7 separate regions of the Mus musculus genome follow, and regions 2, 3, 4, 5, 6 and 7 are each linked to region 1. Evidence: chromatin contacts called from public Hi-C and HiChIP or PLAC-seq data. All regions are on one chromosome and are shown on one strand. The core of a region is the stretch at or near the end of the contact, and the rest is flanking DNA. Distances in the headings are between cores, read along the strand shown. Region 1 holds the start of Gtdc1 (glycosyltransferase-like domain containing 1). Region 2 has its middle 210 kb from the start of 1700019E08Rik. Region 3 overlaps Arhgap15 (Rho GTPase activating protein 15). Region 4 has its middle 120 kb from the start of 1700019E08Rik. Region 5 has its middle 81 kb from the start of 1700019E08Rik. Region 6 overlaps Arhgap15 (Rho GTPase activating protein 15). Region 7 overlaps Arhgap15 (Rho GTPase activating protein 15).

Region 1 (2,944 bases), core at 224-2,723:
ACCTTAAGTGACTTTATGCTTGTAGCTCTAAATCCTATGCTGACAAGTATGTGAGACAGGTCTTGGGAAATCTGGGCATATTGGCTAGGCAACTCATTTTCTCTGGACTTCAGATCTTAATCAGCAAAATAATAATAAAGACTCCCGGTGATCTTAAGTATACAATTCATGTATAAAATTATGGCTTTTTCCAGATTGATGAATAATAGTAGGCTTTGGGCTTTTCCCCAATATTTTATTCTGTGAAAAAGGATTTACTAGATCCATTTGCCATTTGGAATTCTCATTTTCAGCTTTCTGCATTCACTTTTTTTGTGTTTCCCAATTTGTGTAAAAGTAGATGGACAGATGGTTTATTAGGCTTTTTAAATGCTCGGGATACTGTTGTTCAAGTCAACAGAGGTTTTAAGCTTTGGAGGTCCACATAGAGTGTGGGCTTTGTTTAGAACAGAAGATCGTTTTCACTGTTCAATTTAAGGATAACAATGTTTTCTCACATAACTTTAAGCAACTTGTGGTTGTAACTCCAAAGGCCTAATCAGGCTCTGTTATTTTGGTATGCTTAATGCATTTCTGCACTACAGTCTGTTCCAAGTTGTAGCTTTAAAAATGAAGTTACCAGATAAAAGCATAGACCTACCGTTGCATGTTCTGTCTTTGCATGAATCATTTAATCCACAACGTGATCCCAAATACGAAATCACTAATTCAGACTCACAGAAATGTAAGGGAGATAAATTCCTATTTTTAATAGAAACCATTTAGACTTTCTTGGATTCTTTCTGACTTTTAATTGCTCTGTAGCTGCTCTTGTGGGGACCGCAGATATGTTATTATTAATACTCTAAGATGCATCTGTAATACGTATAGTCTCGACAGCCAAAAGGCTGCATATAAGTTAAGTACAGGAAACGCCAGCATCGGCTAGGAGAGGTCCCGCAAGAATTCCGAGGGGGGGGGGGGGGAAAGCGGGGCGTGCTGACCAATACCTGCAGGAGGGTGTGCACTCGCCTTGCGGGGTCCCCGAGGCTTAGGCGCGCCCGGAAGGACAGGGAAGGGGACTACAGGTGCCGGCTAGCCACCTGCCTGAGAACGTGCGAGCCGGTGAGTCAGCCCCCAGACCTCTCAGGGGAAGAGAAGGCCGCAGCGCGAGCGAGCGGAGGCAGCGACCAGAGGAGTGAGAGAGAGTACGGAAAAGCCGAAGGGGCGGCGGGGGCGCTGGCCTGACTGGAAAGCGTACGCGGGGCCCGTGGGCGGAGAGCAGGTGTGAGGAGCCGCGCCACCGTGGAGAGTTCGCCCAGCACCGCGCGTCCTCTGAGTCACCGACTAGGCGTGGAGGCCGCCGTCCGGGGGCGGAGCCTCAGGCTTGTGGGCGGGGAGGGGCGGGGCGAGGGCGGGGCCGGCGCCTGACGCGCCCCAAGGCCGCGGCAGCCGCAGCGGGGAGGGGCTGCGGCCTCGGTGGCGGCCGCGGGGGAGGGGCTCGGCGTCAGCGCGTCGCCAGCTGGGCTGTCGGTGGCCTGGAGGGAGCCGTGGAGGAGGAGGAGGAGAGGAGGAGGAGGAGGAGGAGGTGAGTCGCCTTGGCTGGGAGCTGCGCTGGCCGCGGGAGGCGGGGAGCGCGGCCCCTCCCTCCCGGCGCCCGCCTCGCGGGGCCGCGCCGCGCGGAGTTCCCAGTGGGGCGGCGGCCGCGAGGAGCGGAGGGGGAGGAGGGCGGAGCCGGGGCCGCGCTTCCCGGGCGCACGCGCGGCCTCCTGCTCTGCCCGGCCGCGCTGTGGCCCCGGGCGATGCTTTTCCCTAGCGCGGAGCTTGGGAAGGGCAGAGTCCAGGCGGACACTGGGACATCGTGCCATGGCTCCCGCGCAGCAAGGCCTGGCCTGCGCTTTCCTACTCGGGATCCACCTCAGGCGGCGAGACCCAACACCTCGCGGCCCCTCATTAGAGGATTCGGCATAGGCCTGATGTTTCCGCAGGATCCCGCCTGACGGGGCTTTCTAAAGCGAGGAAGGGCTCTTGGAGTTAATAAGTCTTTACAACTAACCGAACGACAGCAAAGTTGCATTAATAAATCAGTTTAACCCTCGATCTCGCGATAGGCAGCGTCTGCACCCCAATTCCCACTTCGCGGGGCTCGTGCAACTTTTACAGTCGTAGAACTACCCCTCATTGGATAAGCTTTGAAATAATTCTTAAAGTTAGTGCCTTGAGGCCCTGGGAAGTTCAAAGGAAAGGGCTTACATTTTCCCTCCCATCTGTATCACAGTTAAGGAAATGGAAAACGTGAATTGAAGGCGATCGTTCTCCACGCTGAGGATCATCGTCCCCTCTGTGCCCAGCTTGCGTGACTTAGCACCCCTGAAGTTGACTTTAAAGCTTACTGTAGTGGTTAGGTAAAGGAACTGCTGTGGGGGAAAAGGCAGTATAACTCAACAGAGCCATTTTATTGTGTCTTATTAACCCGTTTACCTTAAGCTTTATCAGTGACAAGAGTTTCATGTTGGAACCCACATACCCAGTGAGATACTGAATTTTCATTAGTACATTCCAGGTTTTGATGTGAAATAGATTCTCAGCTTCAACTGAGAAGAATTATACACTGTTGTCCTTAGGGTCTTGTTCTGTATTTAATGAAACAGTTTAATATTGAGGATTGGGGAAACACATTTTGAATCAGGATACTCCGACAAACTTAAACCATACCTACGAATACACTTTATAGCAACACAGTGTCTTTACTTCTGTTCTGAAATCATGCTGACAGTTTTACCTTATAAATCCTAGACTAATAGGACTCTCTGTTGGTGAGGGACCTCAGCAGTGTTATTCAGCTTCACTATTTTACATTTTCCAGAGATTTAGAAGGAACTAACAGAACTACTTGCCTTTATTAAGGATTTACTAGATGGACCCTTCTGATAGACACTCTTGTACCAAACTTGATCCTGATTTG
Region 2 (2,944 bases), core at 252-2,751, 980 kb before region 1:
TTCTTTCAGTTCCAAGATGCATTCCAGGCTCGAACCCGGACATGAGAGCCGCAGGCCGGCCCCAACACCCTCCCTTACCCTCTCCCACCAAGTTCCCTCCCTTCATCTGCCTTCTATACTATTTATTCCCCCTTCTAAGTGGGATTCATGCATTCTCACTTGGGCTTTCCATCTTGTTTAGCTTCTTTGGGTCTATGGGGTATATCATGGGTATCCTGTAATTTATGGTTAATATCCACTTAACAGTGATTACATATTATGCACATCCTTTTGGGTATGGGCTACCTCACTCAGGAAGATTTTTCCAGTGCCCTCCATTTGCCTCAAAAATTCATGATGCCCATGTTTTAAATAGCTGAATAGCATTCCATTGTGTAAATGAGCCACATTTTCTATATCCAATCTTTGGCTGAGGGATGTCTAGGTTACCACGAGGTTCCATTTATTAATTGTTGATCTTAGAGCCTGAGCCTTTGGTGTTTTATTCAAAAAATTATCTCCTGTACCAATGTGTTCAAGGCTATTTTCTACTTTCTCTTCTATTAGATTTAGTGTATCCAACTTTATATTTCTTGATCCACAAGTTCTTGAATTTTGTACAGGATGATAAATATGGATATACTGACACTAATAATGAGACTCTATTATGCTTCCAGACATGAGCCTAGACAAACTGTCCTCTGAGAGGTCCCACCCAGCAGCTGACTGAAGCAGATGCAGAGACCCACAGCCAAACATTTGATAGTTTGGAGAATCTTGTGGAAGAATTGGGAGAAAGATTGAGTAACCCAGAGTGGTCCACAAGAAGACCAACAAAGTCAACTAATCTGGAATCTTAGGGGCTCTCAGAGACTAAACTACTAAACAATGGACATTCATAGGCTGGATCTAGCCACCCCACCCCCACCCCCCACCCCTCACCAAAGACATTTATGTAGCAGATAGGCAATTTGGTCTTCATGCAGGTCCCCCAACATGCAGGTGTGCCCTTGACTCTGTTGTATGTTCATGGATCCTGTTCCCCCAACTGGGTTACCTTGTCTGTCTTCAGTTGGAGAGTTTGTGCCTAGTCTTTCAGTGACTTGATGTGCCAGTGTAGGTTGGTATACAAGGGACCCTCTTGTTTCCCAGAGGAGAAGGAGAAAGAGAGAGTTGGGTTAGGAGTTGTAGGGGTAACTAGAAAGAAAGGGGAGCTACAATTGGGATGTAACGAAAGTAAATAAATAAGTTAATGGAATGAAAAAATAAAACAAACAAAGAAAAACAAAACTTACTCAGATAACTTCCAAAGTATGTCTAATTTTTAGTAGTTCCTAATGTATAGTTCAAGTCCAAGCTTTTAATGCAATATACTCAGACTTCTATTTTTCTGTTTCTATGTTTTGTTTTACTTTAGGAAAGACAAGAAACACAATCTTGGAATAATCTGCTAGTATCCACTTCTCCCCTAATTTCAATGCTAACTCACGACCTTTCACACAGGCTTGGGCTTTTCCTGGCATTCAACTCTCCAGTTTCATATGCTGATGTGTCTTTCAGACTTGCCTAATCAGATCTTGGCCTCCTTTTACATGAACAGCCTAGATCCAGGGATAAGTACTTGATCTAATTTTAGCCTAATAGACAATAAGGTTCTTTGCAGATGTTTTTGCTTGAAAATTTAAACTGGGATTTTTTTTTTCAGCTACAATTTTTGAGAACATGAAACATGGGGAACTGGTGGCCAATGGACCACTCTAACTGTAAGAATATACTGATAGTGGAATGTATTGACAGAAGGAAGCAGCACTAAGAGATGGAAATCCTCCTAAGAACAGGAAGTATTTAAAAAAGAAATCCTTTCTGGACTTCTGATTTATCACACACACACATACACACACACACACACACACACACAGTGGTAGAAAATAGATGCAGATGCAGACACACATAAACAAACACACACTCATGCACACATTGAAAATGTCCACACAATATGTAAGACATAAGTTTCAAAGACCATAAGATATACATAAATAGTGATCTAAAATAGTATTACAGAGCAGAAAGGCATCTACAATTTACTGAAGTGTGCTCTGACATGCTCAAATGCCCAGGACAAATAAGGCAATTACAAAAAATGTTCCTTTAACTGAAGTACTAGAATGCATCAGTGGAATTTGCTAAGAGGAAAAGCTATAAATAAAGAGGCAAAAATGAATGGATATGAGCTTTGTAAAGATCTTGGTAGTGATGGAAAGCCTTAGATAATATTATCTAAATGTGTTTGAACAATGAGATAGGATCAATAGTTGACTTATAACTGTGTGTAAGAATAGTGTTGCCTTTTTAAAAACCTTTGCTGCTGAGAATATCGGTTGCCATTTCAATCTAACATTAGTTATTAGGAGGTGGAAGTAATGTCCAAGCAGATGGTTGTCAGTAAACTGATGACTACAGTTATGGATGTGTGTCCAAATACAATCCTCAGAATTTGGTATGCTACAGAGATTCCTAAATGTGACTGCCAAAATAAATCTGGTCTGGAAAATAATTTTGAGGATTTTACCCTCCTAAATTTTTTTCCTAGCATTTTAAGAGAAAGCTATTTGTAAGAAACCGAAATTACACAGATATAGACAATTACAGTATTCATTAGAGCAACTTTCAAGTTTCTTAAAGTCATTGAGGAAAAGGTACCCCAATACATACCTCATGTCGGTTTCATCAATCCCATCCACCATGTTTATTTATTGTAAAAGTATCTTTTATTCACTAGATGTAATTGCCATCTTAGAGGCTTCCTGCTGAGTAAGTTCACCCTTTCTAGCTTGTATTGATCTCTAGCTGGCTGGTTCAACTCAGCTCTTCTAGTTAAACTCTCCTCTAAGCTGACTGATTCAGTCTGGCTTTGCTCAACACCTCACTGTATTGTTCTGCTTGGCTTCAAACTAACTCTAGCAAT
Region 3 (2,944 bases), core at 244-2,743, 950 kb after region 1:
AAACTCGTAAATGATAGAGTACACTTTTCCGTTTGGAAATTCCTCAGTGAGTTAAAACATAACCAAATGACAAAGATCCACTCGGAACATGATATGGCTATCACAGTAGAGCAGTGTTCCAGAGAAGTAGTGTACATTGGACGACTGTCAGAATTTGCATACTTACTCTGCATGAATTAACTATGAGACATAAAATTCGACTTTGACTTAAATACACATGGAATTCTCTAGGCGTTGCAATTTTTCTAGGCATTGCAATCATGACATCACAGTAATGGCTAAGTCATCAACAAAACCAGAAAAACATGGCTAAGACCCATGACCACCATGTCTTGGTACATGGGTCTAGAAATGTAGTGCTGTTAGGAAACAAAACAAAAACAAGATCATGGGCCCAACCACATCAGGCTGATGGATGATAGAGTGTTTAGGAATTTTTGAGATGGACACTTGTCATTGGGGATCCACAATGACCACTCTGATACATCAGGTGGATGGCCTGGGCTCATGGGAGAAAATACGGAGATATTGGGTTCTCTAAGTTTACTACTGTCCAGAAAACCAGAGTCTGATATTTAACATCTGTCCTATTGATTTTTACTATTTATCTTCTGATCAAAATTTCAAGTGGTGCCAAAAAAAAAAAAAAAATCACTAAGTCAAAAGGACTTGGTGGGGGTATCTTTGTTTCTCTCCCAAAGCCTAAAAGTTATACCCAACCGCAGCACAAAGAGTAAAGAGGTTGTTATTCATATTAACTACATTTACATTCCTAACGCAACATCCAGAGAGCTAATAGTGGGGTTATTAACATAACAAACGTAAATGTTCTATATAAATAATACTGTTTCAGGCCAGCAACCGCTCATCTGACAGCATTTAGGCACAGGCTCAACATCTGTTTATGAACACTTTGCCTAATGATATCATCAGATATCATTAAGTGCGGCAGAATACAGCATAGAGGCAGGTGCAGCTGCCTTCACAACCCATCACAGAGAAAGAAAAGAGCTGCGTTCCCCATCCGAAAACCCATCATTAGGACAATTTTCTTCGACAAACCAGCCCTGTGATTTCAATCTGTATATCACCTGTAATTGTAGTTTTTAGCAAGAAGCTGATTCTATACATTTAGCGACGAATCACGTTGATGGCCTGAATACTGGAAACACATTTGTGGTACCAGCTGCGGCAGCTTTTTTTAGAGCCTGTGTTAACAAAATACTGCTAACAAGGCAAGGCTTGGAGTGCGGCTTTGTTTCTCTTCCTTGTTCATAGTGTTTAGATGTGCATAATTATGGAAATTAGCAATTGATTGCTTCTCAATAATAATTGATTACTGGTCACTGAACTCTGCGGCAGCAGTTTCCTGGAGGTGAGCAGACGAGATAAGTGAATTCCTTCCAGTTCCAGCCTGACAGAAAGAAAGACCAAAAGGACTCTCGATTGTACATCAGTTTCCATGATAAACAGACCAAAGGGATAATAGAATATCCCAGAATCTAGTTTGCCCTGAAGCAAATTGTAGAGATCATAGCAAGCCTGCAGAATTCCCCCTGTGGACCATGTAAGAAACATACATCATTTTTATATATGTCAGTCGGTCTTTGATTTGAAAATATTTCTACCCATTTAATTTATCTCTTTCAGCCAGTTTTCTTAAATTGTACAATTTAAGGGTTATATCAAAAAAATGAATACCAATTTTCTACACCTCTCAAATTGAAACAAACTGACAAAATAATGTGAAGACTCTTTTTTGCAAAGGGGTATAAATTCATAAGCCTATCATGTCAGACAGATACCGAGCACTTCAAAATGACTCTCCTCGTTTTGATCTGCTGTATATCCATCAACATTTTGGTCAGTGCCGACTGACTTGTTCAGTATACCATACCATAACTGTGCCTTGCCGCAGCTCCCATTTAAAGGAAAAGGCACGCATTTCTTGGCTTACTCAGTACTATCAATTTGAACACAACATATCCAATTCAAATTTGCTGCAGTACATGGAAGCCTCGCAGACAATAAAGAACCGAGCTGCTTGTTACATGGGAAACACCGTGACTCATGGTGTTTCAAAGACGTGAAGATCAGAAGGAAGACGACAACAACGACAACAGAAAAAGCTCCTTATTTGAGAAGAGTAAATTGTTAAATGATGCCCTTCCGTGTGTGTGTGTGTGTGTGTGTGTGTGTGTGTGTGTGTGTGTGTGAATTTACACAAGACATGGCTGCACAGTGACAATCAACTTTACAACCCGATTCATGAAAAAAATGCAGCTTGGTTAAGTCAGTATGCTTGATTTCAATAGTGTTTTTATCCCAAAATGGGTAACAGATTGTACAATCATGACTCAAAAAAAAAAAAAATACATGCACAAGTTATAAGAATTAGGCAACAGTTTGAGAATAATGCTGAAATCCTTCTCTCTGCCCACAGAAGGATTTCTCACATAACGAGCAGGTGCAGTTTCCAGAGACCTCTGTCCCTGAGATGGCCAAACCTACTGTTTGTCGCTTCCCCAGAAGCAACACAAGATAATATGGTGATAAAACTCTTGACTAGAGATGAAAATGCAACATTGCATGTCTGTATAATTCTAATCTCTCTGCACTGTCCGTTAACAAAAATTTATAGCCCTGTCTTCCCAGCTTCTCTGTAAGTTAACATTTCTGCATTGAATAATTTGATTTTGAAATTTTGCACTACTTCATAACCAAAACCTTAAAAAAAATAGAATTTAGGCACTGCGGGTGAGTCTGTGCACACACGCCATTATGTTCATGCCAAAAGCATTTAAAAAGAAAATACAGGCAGATCCTCTGTAATATATCTCTGAGTTTATTATCAGCATGACATTTTAATGCCTATTATTAAAATTGTATTTTAGGGGTTGGGGTGGGGTTCAGGTGGGAGAGTACTTTGGGATATTAGAAGAAG
Region 4 (2,944 bases), core at 227-2,726, 890 kb before region 1:
GTTAAATAGAGTTGACTGTCCTCTGATTAAACAGTTCAGCCTTCATATTGAGGTAAGTTAGAGTTGACTGTCCTCTGATTAGACAGTTCAGCCTCCACATGGTAAGTTAGAGTTGACTGTCCTCTGATTAGACAGTTCAGCCTCCACATAACACTCCTTTATTTTTATTTTTTATGTTTAGCAGAGAATAAGCAAAATATTCTTAAAATATAATGTAAATTCTCCTTAAATTTAAAAACAACACAGCACCCCCACAAATGCCGGTAGACTCATCCATTCCTTGTGCCCATGGTTTAACATCTAATTTTGTGATTTGAGGACTGAACTTTAATGATAGTACAGAACTCTTCAGACCTACCAACAGAATCAGTTCTACAGTTGAACCATGAGCAGAGGAGTTGATTCTGCCCAAGGCATATCTGGGTTCATTGAAGTTTTAATTTCTAGGAGCATGGTTGTTGAGTACTGCTAAGGAAATTGCTGTGCATACCAACTGTTTTAGTTTCGACTCTCCAACCTCAGCTGACTCCTTGGTTGTAGACACTTGTCTGTCTTTCTTTCATTCTAGCTCAGAACAATGCTCCCTTTTTGGTGGACTGGAAATAAAATCAAATTAAAGGCTTGTTACAATTGTGTAGGCATATAGGGCATAGTCTTACTGCAGTCTATGAGGGAAAAAAACTAGGCAAAAACAAACAAACAAACAAATAAACAGAAGCTTAATGAGAAGCTAAAACTAGAAAAAAAGGAACCCCCATTCAAGACTTTTCTACTCTTTCTGATATCTTAAGTCTGCAATGTTCTCCTAAAAAAAAACATGGGTATTTGCTGCCACTCTCATTCCCAGAGGGGCTTCTTGGATACAGTCCTTGGCTCCAATAGAAACACTTATGTGTATTAAAGTGTAAGAAATTGTTCAGAGAATTCTGAAATGATTGCATTGTCACGAAGAGGGGACAGTAGAAGGCAGGAGCAGCCACAACAGAGACTGGGCCCCACACCCTTGTTCATGTCTCAACATTGAAGAGATTTCCATTTCCACTCTTTCAGGGTGTGTAGCTCTTTCAGAATAGTTAAGATCAAGCATGCTTGTCAAAGCCTCATGCCGTGTCCTCACGTTTCTCATGGCTAGGAGCCAACACTGTCAACACTTGGGTTTGTGCTGTTTAGGATAGAAAACGTGATTGTTCAGCAACATGTAATCAGCTGAAAACAAATCTGGAAGATGTTACCCAAAGACTAGATGATATCCAGGCCCTGGAACATTGCGCAGACAAAGAAAATGAAAGATTCCTTTAAGATAAAAACTCTATCTGTGGCAAGGAACTTGAGACGTTGGAACAAGTTTCAAGTCGATAAGTTTCATAGTAAAGCTTCAAAAAACAGAGGAGACAATCCAAACAGCCCAGTCACTTCCTTTAAGCAGTGAAAGAAGCCAGGATCCAATTTCTGCAACTGTAATCTCTGTCTTCCATGCCCAGAAATCACTTATAATGTGTTACTCAGGGAAGGCGCCCTCCCATGGGAAGAGAATGATGCTTAGGAAGAGCCAGGATAGCAGTTCTAACATTTGAACTTAGTCCTGACTTAGATGATGTGTGACTGTGGCTATGGCATCTGGTTTATTAACCCATTTTTTCCTTTATGTGAAAATGTGGAGGTAGCAAAATGAGTTCAGCTAGTGTTTCAAGCAAACATTTTTATTATCCCTTTCATTCATGTTTTCTACCCAATCACATCTTACATTATGCTAATGTAGTAGACAAGAAGTTTATGACAGCATAGGGTTGGAGAGGAAAACATAATGTGCCAATATTAGTAAGAATTTGCTTTCCAAACTGTAAAAGCCTGTTCTTTTCTACCAAGATGGGTTCTTGTACCTTTTGAATCAGTGCTATGTGCATGCCCTCTCTGCTTCCCTGGGACTCCCTTTTATTAGACATTGAAGAAGGATTTTTCAGGCCCTCTGCTATGAGCTCAAACCTGAAAACATGTATGAAGCTTATCTGCAAGCAAAGGCACTGAGTGGGTCTACAAAACTGAGTGAACATAGCTAATGCCAACCAAGTATAATTATCATGATGTATTTTAATATTTCATTTAAACCTTAGGATATATCCTTGAAGAAGTAATCAGATTATTGTTATTGGGTAGATGATAAGACTGAGTAAAAAGATTTAGTGAATTGGAAGCAGATGTCATCTTCAGTCTTAGAGAATATGTTGGATTGTAAAACAACTTCAGATTGTATATTTTCAGCAATACGTTACTGTGGCATACAATTTGACCTCAAAGGGGGAAAAAGTAAACATGGGCTAATTCCTCATTAATAAAAGGAAGCCTCCTTCAAAAGTACAAAACAATTTTGCAAGGTGAGGAAAGGAATGAGGTGAAAAGGCAGGAATAATAGAAATTATATAATACACAGTGCCTGAGAGTAAAGGGGAATGTGCCCCAAACTCCAGATAAAGTCAAGTGAACTAGGAAAATGTGGAGCTTCCCATTAACAAGCATCCTAAGGGGCAGTAGCATAGAAATAGCTTTATGGTGTATTTGTTCATTCACAAATTTCTAGGAAAGGGAAAGAAAAAATAAGTAATGGTTGTCTTCGAACTAGTGAAAAGCAGAAACTACCTTCTAGAATAAAGCTAACTGAAACACCATACACTTGCAGAAAGAGGATCAATATGTGTACACAGTAGCATATCACAGAGTCTTGGACTAAACCAGGTCTCATTTGGTATCATTGTGGCGGAATGTTTTCCCTGTGGCCCATTTAGCCACCATCCACGTTCATCTCTGTGAAAATAAGAGCCTTTTATTCTTGAAAACATTTGCTTTAGTTTTTATGATTATAATTTAATCACTACACTTCTTTCTTTTAACTCCCTCCAAACCCTCCCATATATTTCTCCCCACTTGCCTTCAAATTCAAGTCCTCTTC
Region 5 (2,944 bases), core at 182-2,681, 850 kb before region 1:
TTGTTTTCAGCCTCTCCATTCACAGTTAGGGAGTTTGAAGCAGCAAATGGTTCCTTACCTTCAATTCACACCTGCCATTTGAGCTTGCCGTTGTAGTTACAAATTATTCCTGAGACTGAAAATTACACCTAGAAAAGAAGTAGAAACCATCTATAGCCTCTATAATACCGTCTTTCAGGCACCGATTCAAAGCTTGAGGTCAATGAAAGTTTAAAATCTTTCTAAATTTTTAAATTATATTGAATGGGCCACCTGCTGCCCCATTTAGGCACCGGCCAGTGAAAGATGCTCAGAGTCCAAGCGCCACTAGATAAGCAAGTGGTAACGAGATGGGGGAGAAAGAAGCAGAGTAGACCGTGTACTACTATGAAGAGACAGAACTCGAGACTCACAGCAGTGAGGGACAGCCTTATAAGAGAGGCCTGTGTTGCCACTTGAGGCCAGGGTGATGACCGGTCCCTTCTGCAGCAAAGGACCATGTCTGGGTCTCTAGCTCTGGTGTAGGTGTTTACGTGTCTGTGGTCGATGTTATCACCAAAGACCATGAAGACATATGTCCTCTGAGCTGCCGCCTGAAGCCATGTTGATGTCCCAGGGCCTTTCTGAGCTGGCCCTACTCCTTGATTGCTATAGCACACAGGAAAGCCCTTCTGCCTGAGCAGCACCGAAGAGCTAGCCCTGATGGCATAAGCGTGGAAGAGCTGGCGAGTTTAGGAGAGCTGGCGCTGGTGGTATGGCCACCAGAGAGAGGGGGTAGGTTGGCAAACTCATTTACTAGCCAGGCCCAAATCTAGGGCTCCAACATCTACTGCCGGATCTATGTGCTACTGGAGAGCGTGAAGGCAGAACCAAACCTGCAGGATCTCCATGACACAGGGCAACAAGATATATGAGAGAAGTCCTGGTGAGGATCAACCTGTATTGATGGTGCAGCCAGAGGCCTCGAACCAGACCAATGACTCATTGTAATGAGCATTAGCAAGTAAAGCTGTTTGGGCGAAGGGGTGTGGCACACTGTGACTCACGGCAGATTCCATGGCAAAACTTTGCTTTGTTTTGTTTTGTTTTCTTCCCCATGGGAAGGACGAAGGGGGGGGTGATATTGCAAAGGTGGAGGGTGGATATAGAAGGCCTGGGAAATGAGTGGCATTTGGGTGCACGATGTGAAATTCATAAAGAATCAATAATAGTTATGAGACTAAAACACCAAAATATTGTTATTTTAAAGTATATGCGTGTGTAGGAACGTATGTGCTCCAGTGTGTATGTACTCGCACGCGTTGTGTATGTGTCCATGGGGGACAAAAGTGTAAGGGTTTAGGGTTCTCTGAAGTTCTATTTAAAACTGACTGAGTCACCAGATGTGGACACTGGGAACCCAGTTTCAGTCTTCAGTGTGGTACATGCTCTTAATCAATGAGAGAGCTCTTAAGACAGCCCAGTTCTTGACTTCTCATCCTGACTCATCTTTTAGCTCCCACAATAAAGGTTACAGAGCACAATGCACGCAAATTCTAAAAAGGACACTTTGCTTTAGAGATGCAGAAGGTTGGCAAGGCCTGCCACATTCCCACAGCTTCTGTCATTCAGGTGAACCTCAGAAACTCAATGACAACACTCCCTGATTTGGGCAAGCCTGCAGAGGGCAGGATTCCAGCTGGCTGGGATCTCCGACTGGAGGCAACACGGGGACGGACCCGCCTTTGTGAAATGAAACGGGTTGCAAGGGAACAAAGTGACGCAGATTCCTGTGTTCAATGACCGTATGGTTTTCATTATCTTGTTCTCAAGGAAGAATTCATCCAAAGAACAACCAAATGAAAGCAATGTGTACTCTGTGTCAACCCATCCTTGGATGAATGTGCCACATTTGCTCCATTATCTTGGCGGTGATTGTCTAAAGGTGGAGACGCGGGGCGGTAAAGACAAAGCAAAAACACCGAGGAGCAATGGTGGTGGGGGTAAGAGGAAAGAAACACTCTGGTGTCTTATTATGTAGCTTCCCACACTCAACAAAGCTGTAATTCATCCTGCAGGTGCAAACACTGCTGGCTTGCTCACAGGCTCTTGACGGATGGGCCGGATGCGTGATTCTTACCCCAGATGCTCTTTGGAACAGCAGCTATGAGATAGGCGACTATGTGCACCTGAATCAGCACATTCACTGAAGGGTTTTATCTCATTCCTGATTTCACAAACAGTTCTGTACATAGGGCAACAAGCATTTGGCAAAAGGCTGTTATCTTTCTTTTAATGCAGAAAAATGATCAATCTACACATCTCTAGAGTCATTTCTTTATGGTTGTCTCTGAGGTAACCCTGGTATTAATGCCCTGATTACCCAGAGGCACATTAGTGAACCATTATCAGACTACAGGGAAATATTATATTCTCTTGTGATTCCTACATGATTTTCAAGAATTTGGCATTTTCTACAATAAACTAGGGGGTTCAAGCCATTTGAATTGATAGGCTATTCAAAATAACAAAGGCCATGTGACCTGAAGCTCCCCACTCCTGCTCATTAACTGCCACCAGCTTTAAGGATTTTAAGATTTGAAAGAAAACCAAGTCTTTCAGGTTGAAGTTTCACTGACTCTTGGCAAAATCTAACTTCCTGGTTAAAAGGAAAAAAAAAAGTTTATGAAAAAGCTCACAAGGGTTCTTAGACATCAAATGGGTCTTACGAAACCACATTTTGATGAGCTAAGTGTAAATGAATCAGAAACACATGGATTAAATTTCCCTTGAAATACACATGGGCTTGGAAATTAAGGAAAAAGTGTTTAGCCAAATGTGTTTTGGGTTTTCGTGAACTGAAAACATTTGAAAAAAAAAGTTGAAGTATTTGCTAAATTCTAATATGCTGTTGTGTTTGCTCAACCTTTCTCCAAATCAATTAAGTTTCCACGAGGCTCCCTCCGTTCCCTTGTGGTTTGTCTTG
Region 6 (2,944 bases), core at 137-2,636, 820 kb after region 1:
GGAAATATTGATTCCTTGCCGTCCTTGTTTTCATTTGACAATCCTCGTGAACAGGGAACAATCAGACTAAGAGTGCTTTGCTGTTATTTACTGCCCTGTGGCTCTCATGGTTTCTCCTACTGAAAGAAACTATTCCAAGCATTGTGTATATGTTAAACTTGTGGGAAAGAACGTGTTTATGTTCGGAGGTCTCTGCTCCCCTGCTGATAAACACACATAACCCTAAACACTCAAGTGCGAGAATGTGCATGCGCACATGGGCATACACACACACACACACACACATACACGGGGAGGGGGGAGAGGGAGAGGGAGAGGGAGAGGGAGAGGGGGAGGGGAAGGGGGAGGGGGGAGAGGGAGGGGAAGGGGGAGGGGGGAGAGGGAGGGGAAGGGGGAGGGGGGAGAGGGAGGGGGAGGGGGAGAGGGAGAGGGAGAGGGAGAGGGAGAGGGAGAGGGAGAGGGAGAGGGAGAGGGAGAGGGAGAGGGAGAGGGAGAGGGAGAGGGAGAGGGAGAGGGAGAGGGAGAGGGAGAGGGAGAGGGAGAGGGAGAGGGAGAGGGAGAGGGAGAGGGAGAGGGAGAGGGAGAGCGAGAGGTGTCTATCTTTCCAAACTTTAGGATATTTTCTTCTTCGCTGAGTGAATTAGGCCAACTTTGGGCATGTGCTACATATTGTACAGTTTTGCTGTGAACTTGAATTTGCATTGTGCCTCTTCTCTCAGGAAAGAACATTCCTTGTGGAAACAATACTGTTCTGTAGCAAAACGCAGTTCTCATAATACCCCTGTGAACGGGAACAATTCCACCTTTTTTTTTTTTTTCTTTACTAGAAAATAGAATCATTAAAATATCCCCAAATGACCTATCCTCAACCAGGCTCTGATGGCAGCGAGTATAAAAGGAGTGACTCTAACCCAAAGACCTTTCAGTATTAGGTTTACCAGGTAAGCAATGACTGGGGAAAGCCAAGCTGGCCGTTCCTAAGTTTCTAGGATAATTCTCGGAGTGTTCTCCAAATTGCTGTCCCCGTATGACTTAACTCTGATGATGAAAACACCGTAGACTTTCACTAACCCTGCAAACACTTTAATTAATCTGGTCGGCTGCCGCCAGCTTCCCCCTAGCCAAATGTGCCTAGAGATTACAGAAAACACACACACCCCTAGAAGGCCGACAAATTCTAGTCTAAAATCATCTTTCAAAGCCCCTTCTTGGAAAGCCACAGAGTTTTCGGTCCAGTTTGCACATTCTGGATGGGATTTGGGCTGAGATAAGAATTCTTTATGTCTTGCCTGCAGCTCCAGACCATGTTGCAGGGCAATGGCCACTCTGCCCTGCCTCCTTCACCCTTCCAGGTGGCCTTCTCACCCCCACATTCCCGAGCGCTGAGACCGGCGCCTGGCCTGGGCTTGCACTCTTGGCTGGCTCGGCAGGCCTGTGCAGTGAGTGTAAGCGTGGCAACCTCCCTTGTCTGCTTGGTGATATCAGGGATGGGAAAATGTCACGCCAGACACAGCCTCTCAGAAAGAAGTGTTTGGGGGGACAAAACCCTCTATTATTTGAAGAATTATTTTGACATAAGCGTCAAGCTATTTGCTCCAAAATGTGCGTGCAAAGCACTGTTGCCTACCCCCACAGGAAGTGTATTGAAAACGCATGCGAAGGGTGCGCCGAGCGTATCTGAGGACACAGTGTGTAGTCTACAGCTAAGTGATCAGGGATAGCAGCGTAGTTTGTCCTTACAAATGCTGACAGACAGCTGCAGTTTGCAGCTGGCAGGGAGCTTATGCTCGCTAAACAAAGATCTAGCTGGAGCCCGGTGAATACTTGGCTGTAGCGCAGTAATCATAATTCATAACATACATTTCTAAAGGAGAATTCAAACCCTAAGAAAAAGCTCAGAAAGACTCCTGTCATTTTGTCGCTTGCTGTGGTCCGGATATGTGTTGCTTTCGGGCTATTTTGAAACCCCTCGGGGTCCTATAGAGACCTGGGTCAGCAGGCCTGTCATAAGCTAAACTGCTTTCTGCTTTCCTATCACTCTTTCAGACCTCCTAAGCAAAGTGTTACACCAAATACTCTATTCCTTTCCCCCAAAAGATTCAAATGTAGTAAATTTTCCAATCTCTCTCTCTCTCTCTCTCTCTCTCTCTCCCCTCTCTCTCCAACTTCTCCTCTCTCCCTCTCTCCCACTCTTTTTCTTTCTTTGATTTTTGAAAACATCAGAAAACCTTATTCTTTTGGGCACGTTTCAGATTGCTGTCTCAGAAACATGAAATATTAAATCTGAAAAAAGAAAAAAACCCCGGAAAGAACAAAGTGTAACTGTCCCCAGTTTGGGGGACGAGAAAGACTCAGTTGTGAAGTCACTTGCCCGAGGCAACAAAGGAAGACTTGGAGCAAAGCTGGAATCCAAACTTCTTAACCATCATTTCTGGTTTCTTTGTCAGCACCTCCTTTTGCCTCTTTAATCCCAGATTGACTTTATTAGAAAAATTGTTCTTAAATCCAGAAGAATGTTCAAGGGAGCCTTTTCGGCTGCTTGAGGCGCCCACTGCTGGCCCAGTGCTTCCAGTGACTAGGACTTAACTCCAAATGCAATAATTGCCATCAATTGTTTTATTCTACGTATTCACAATTGGAGAGTTTTGAATATAATATGGAAATATATTGAAATTTATATGCATAATTATGCATAATAATATGAAAAATACATGCCCAAGGGGGGAAATTACAGTAGCCTTCCTTTGACATGCAACAATGCTAAGTGTTTGGCTGTGATTCTTTTCTCTAAGTTTTTGGTAACCTGAAATCTGCAATAGATTATTCTTATTATTTGGGGTTTTCAGCCTTCCCTTTCCCTGGGGGACAGAGAGCTGTGTTGCCGAATGCCAGGACACCCCTCCAGATGCAGATGTCACCGAGAAGGGCTCTGCTGGATATCCTT
Region 7 (2,944 bases), core at 188-2,687, 780 kb after region 1:
CCAGTCACTCAAAATTTTGTTTATTTCTTTTGAAAAAAAAAAAAAAAGCATGTTTTCTGCATACACATCTATAGTCTTCAAGAACCTCAAGAGCTCTTCCAACATTATCATTTAAAGAGCTATTTTGGTTTTTGTAGTTTGTTTTTTCTTCTCAAAGTGCCTTGCCCTTGATTTTCTCCTTGCTTGATTGTTTTTCTTTTTCTGAACTGAAAATAGGAAGTGGTCTGAAGAGTATAAAATTAGGTGAAAAGATTAAACTAGAAAAGAGGAGATTATTTTTAACCCTAGAAAAAAAACTTACTAACTCTGTAGGCTGCTAAACTATAAAAATAACTTTCCAGAGAAGTTAAAGAAATCAAAGAATCATTAAGACATTAATCTTTGGAGGAGACAGGAAAATTATGACAAAGTACAGTGCTAAAAGAATTATACAGTACTAAAGTAAGGTACTTAATGCTCAGTGCTTCAGGCTGGTACAAAAGGGTTACCCAGGATAAGTATTGGGCTTGCTATATGTGTGTATATGTGTGTATATATGTGTGTATATTGATGTTTCTGTTGGATATAATTTATTTGCAAATAGAAAAGGGGAATTGGAAAGACCGTCTTATCCTACTAATTTAAAAGGGAATATTAGTCACATGGAAACTCAAAAATTATAAATTATAGTTTAATTCAATGCTTTCCAAACCAATTTAAGATTTCTTAATTTTAATATGTTAAGTCCAAGGGTTGCCTATCTAAGTAGAATTTATATATTCCTCTTCTAACAGAAACAAAAGGTTTTTGCCCATAGCATAGTGACAGTGTTGTGAGAGTTTTTGTATTTTTTAATGAGTCAGTTTTCATTATGTAACAAGAATTAAAAAAACAAAAAACAAAAAACAAAAAAACAAAACTATCAGGTCATGTCGTTTATTGATTCCCAGGACAACAAATATCTGAAAATCTTTGAATGCCTTGTAATAATTATTTTTTGTTTCTGATTATTGAAAACCTGAAAGTGTTCCAAACAAATATAATCTCTTTTTCAAATTTTGTAAACATTTGTTTCCAGGCTAAAACATCCTGTCAGCTCCCAACTCGACTGTGTTTAGTGGTTGAACTATTAACTTCTGAATATAAGACCTTTTAATAGAAACTCCCAGACCAAGAATTTACTTTATAAAATGACACCACTATAAGACATTTTAGAGTACTGCATCTTGATATGCTGACTCTATTTAAACCCTCTATCCGTAATAAAAGGCTAATTGTGCAGGGTCTTAATTTTGGCTTAAAACCAAGTGACTCCAGTGGAAAGTATTTTAAAATCCTAAATTCCAGAATGGGGATTAAGAGTTGTGGTAAATGTTAGAAATTAGACCCACGCTTTATCTGGGAAGAGACACTGTTCTTTTGCAGTCTGGACCCAAAGTGTGGGAATCTCTGCAGCCGATGGGGTGTGAGCAGAGGCATACTGCTGTGTTCCTTAGCTAGCTTCTCTGGTGACTGAACTGCACGTCCACTCTTATGCTAACTTCTGTTATGCTTAAGCTCTTTTTGATAACAAGACTGTTGTATGTTGCTAAGCGGAGATAAACTTAATTAAGTGCCACTAATAAGTAGAGCGAATTAATTAATAACAGCGTTGTATGCAGAATTTGTGAAGATTCAAGACATACAGTTTATTGCAAGATTGAACTATCTGTCATTTCAAAGCAAGGATAAATTTATCTGAGACAGAAAAGCAAGTTTTGGGTAACTTGCTAGATATGAAAAAACCCCTGTGCTTCTCCCTTTTGGAACTCACAGACCTACCCTGTTGTCCACAATTGCTTTTGTCTTTGCAAAATCTACCCAGACCCGCAACTCCCCACCTTGCCATCTCTGGTTTCTTTCCGTTGTCTTTCCTGGTTTCTCTTTTATACTCTTACTGGCTCTTTCCTGTTTACTCTGTTTGGGATTGTCTTCCCTCTTAGCCCTCAATGTGGCTTTCTTACAGACACGGAGGCCCCAGCATGACTACCCGAAAGAGCCAGCTCCAACTTGGATGTCGCACAACAGTGCTGTCAGGAAGGTGGCTGTCTCTGTGGTTGCATTAAAACAAAAACAAAACAAAACACCGAGAGGCAAAAAAAAAAAACAAAAAAAAAACTGGTCTTAATTTTAACTCAGAAAGAAAAGCTAAGTTAATTTGAAGCATACTCTCAAGAGCTTCATTGAGAATCCTGCGCAATGAAGTGCATTTGGACACTCAGCTATAGACATAAAAGTGAGAAAAATCCAAACCAAAACAAACAAACAACAAACACCAACATAGCTTATTCCCTTAGGGACATTATTTTTTTCAAGTCCACAAATATTCTCGAGAGAAAAAGAAAAACTGCTTATCTTGTTCTCTAGATTTGTTTAAAGCATGTAATTTTTATCAGTTTGTTTTTGTTTTTATTACTTTTTTTTTTTCACTCACTGCTTATAAAACTAGGAAGCAGAAGTCTCTCGGGAAGAGGATGGAATCATAAAAGTTTGCAAGACTCTCGTCAGAAACCAAGCAGTACAAATTGCACATTTTTCATAGATGGATCAGCCTTTAGTGCGTGCCTGGATCCAGCTATCATAGATTATTCCAAAGTAGAAAAGAATGAGGAGAATAAAGTTAGCGGGGCTGGGAGAAAACTTGTCTAGTTATGGCAATACAATCTGCACTTTAGGGGACTGGATTTCAAGCAACGGGAAATAGCAACGTAAAGTTTTATTTTTATACCAAAGCACTTAGTAGGATCTCAGTGGACTGAAGGGTTCACTGAGTGAAGTAACAGTATTAACAAGGACAAGTTTCATGTCTCCGCAGAATATTTAGGTCATCATTCCTGCTGCTTATCCAATAATTTCTTGCACATGCATACTCCACCTAATATGCATAGCAATATGTTTACAGCAAATACCCATCTATTTGTTTCTA

What was found. A called contact is a pair of places that touch in the nucleus more often than the background predicts. HiChIP or PLAC-seq counts read pairs in DNA pulled down with a chosen protein or histone mark.
Region 2: an H3K27ac HiChIP or PLAC-seq map of large pre-B cells shows a contact between it and region 1, with 5 times the contacts expected there. The contact joins the enhancer-like site here to the promoter of Gtdc1 in region 1. A contact is called at or near these places in 3 of 39 promoter capture datasets (the 3T3-L1 cell line, cranial neural crest and pre-B cells) and 1 of 115 datasets of contacts at active chromatin or transcription factors (large pre-B cells).
Region 3: a contact with region 1 is called in an H3K4me3 HiChIP or PLAC-seq map of forebrain, with 4 times the contacts expected there. The contact joins the enhancer-like site here to the promoter of Gtdc1 in region 1. A contact is called at or near these places in 3 of 39 promoter capture datasets (the 3T3-L1 cell line, 3T3-L1-derived adipocytes and hippocampal neurons), 1 of 15 datasets of contacts at CTCF or cohesin (the NIH/3T3 cell line), 3 of 484 Hi-C or Micro-C datasets (cerebral cortex and cortical neurons), 4 of 115 datasets of contacts at active chromatin or transcription factors (SST interneurons, astrocytes, embryonic forebrain and 1 more) and 1 of 9 other capture datasets (embryonic tail).
Region 4: a contact with region 1 is called in a Hi-C map of the N1E-115 cell line, with 2.3 times the contacts expected there. The contact joins the enhancer-like site here to the promoter of Gtdc1 in region 1. A contact is called at or near these places in 5 of 39 promoter capture datasets (the 3T3-L1 cell line, 3T3-L1-derived adipocytes, liver and 1 more), 1 of 484 Hi-C or Micro-C datasets (the N1E-115 cell line) and 1 of 115 datasets of contacts at active chromatin or transcription factors (bone marrow-derived macrophages).
Region 5: a Hi-C map of adipose-derived mesenchymal stem cells shows a contact between it and region 1, with 3 times the contacts expected there. The contact joins the enhancer-like site here to the promoter of Gtdc1 in region 1. A contact is called at or near these places in 5 of 39 promoter capture datasets (the C10 cell line, the HPC-7 cell line, cranial neural crest and 2 more), 1 of 484 Hi-C or Micro-C datasets (adipose-derived mesenchymal stem cells) and 3 of 115 datasets of contacts at active chromatin or transcription factors (bone marrow-derived macrophages, large pre-B cells and stem cell-derived neural progenitor cells).
Region 6: a contact with region 1 is called in an H3K27ac HiChIP or PLAC-seq map of heart atrium, with 8 times the contacts expected there. The contact joins the enhancer-like site here to the promoter of Gtdc1 in region 1. A contact is called at or near these places in 9 of 39 promoter capture datasets (the 3T3-L1 cell line, 3T3-L1-derived adipocytes, embryonic stem cells and 5 more), 1 of 15 datasets of contacts at CTCF or cohesin (the NIH/3T3 cell line), 9 of 484 Hi-C or Micro-C datasets (adipose-derived mesenchymal stem cells, beige adipocytes, cerebral cortex and 4 more), 7 of 115 datasets of contacts at active chromatin or transcription factors (the NIH/3T3 cell line, astrocytes, bone marrow-derived macrophages and 4 more) and 1 of 9 other capture datasets (embryonic stem cells).
Region 7: a Hi-C map of muscle stem cells shows a contact between it and region 1, with 2.3 times the contacts expected there. The contact joins the enhancer-like site here to the promoter of Gtdc1 in region 1. A contact is called at or near these places in 10 of 39 promoter capture datasets (the 3T3-L1 cell line, 3T3-L1-derived adipocytes, the HPC-7 cell line and 6 more), 9 of 484 Hi-C or Micro-C datasets (the C2C12 cell line, adipose-derived mesenchymal stem cells, liver and 4 more) and 6 of 115 datasets of contacts at active chromatin or transcription factors (astrocytes, embryonic fibroblasts, embryonic limb bud and 3 more).

The regions. Positions count from the first base shown.
Region 1 is chr2:44,925,765-44,928,708 of GRCm38.p6, reverse strand. It overlaps Gtdc1 (glycosyltransferase-like domain containing 1), which reads left to right and starts at 1,473. Exons shown (of 11, transcript NM_001362987.1): 1 at 1,473-1,567.
Region 2 is chr2:45,907,653-45,910,596 of GRCm38.p6, reverse strand. No RefSeq gene overlaps it. Among named protein-coding and RNA genes, the nearest start is that of 1700019E08Rik, 210 kb to the right of the region's middle. Within about 2 kb of position 1,501, at least 8 of the 459 cell types and tissues checked have an H3K27ac peak or open chromatin away from gene starts, as enhancers often do.
Region 3 is chr2:43,976,945-43,979,888 of GRCm38.p6, reverse strand. The region is part of intron 6 of Arhgap15 (Rho GTPase activating protein 15); the gene reads right to left. Among named protein-coding and RNA genes, the nearest start is that of Arhgap15os, 87 kb to the left of the region's middle. Within about 2 kb of position 1,493, at least 28 of the 459 cell types and tissues checked have an H3K27ac peak or open chromatin away from gene starts, as enhancers often do. A contact at or near this core is called in SST interneurons, cerebral cortex, cortical neurons and 3 more, where this site is marked.
Region 4 is chr2:45,816,688-45,819,631 of GRCm38.p6, reverse strand. No RefSeq gene overlaps it. Among named protein-coding and RNA genes, the nearest start is that of 1700019E08Rik, 120 kb to the right of the region's middle. Within about 2 kb of position 1,476, at least 9 of the 459 cell types and tissues checked have an H3K27ac peak or open chromatin away from gene starts, as enhancers often do. A contact at or near this core is called in the N1E-115 cell line, where this site is marked.
Region 5 is chr2:45,775,693-45,778,636 of GRCm38.p6, reverse strand. No RefSeq gene overlaps it. Among named protein-coding and RNA genes, the nearest start is that of 1700019E08Rik, 81 kb to the right of the region's middle. Within about 2 kb of position 1,431, at least 72 of the 459 cell types and tissues checked have an H3K27ac peak or open chromatin away from gene starts, as enhancers often do. A contact at or near this core is called in adipose-derived mesenchymal stem cells, where this site is marked.
Region 6 is chr2:44,103,518-44,106,461 of GRCm38.p6, reverse strand. The region is part of intron 8 of Arhgap15 (Rho GTPase activating protein 15); the gene reads right to left. Among named protein-coding and RNA genes, the nearest start is that of Arhgap15os, 40 kb to the right of the region's middle. Within about 2 kb of position 1,386, at least 93 of the 459 cell types and tissues checked have an H3K27ac peak or open chromatin away from gene starts, as enhancers often do. A contact at or near this core is called in adipose-derived mesenchymal stem cells, astrocytes, cerebral cortex and 4 more, where this site is marked.
Region 7 is chr2:44,147,249-44,150,192 of GRCm38.p6, reverse strand. All of the region lies in intron 10 of Arhgap15 (Rho GTPase activating protein 15), which reads right to left. Among named protein-coding and RNA genes, the nearest start is that of Arhgap15os, 83 kb to the right of the region's middle. Within about 2 kb of position 1,437, at least 29 of the 459 cell types and tissues checked have an H3K27ac peak or open chromatin away from gene starts, as enhancers often do. A contact at or near this core is called in the C2C12 cell line, astrocytes, heart atrium and 2 more, where this site is marked.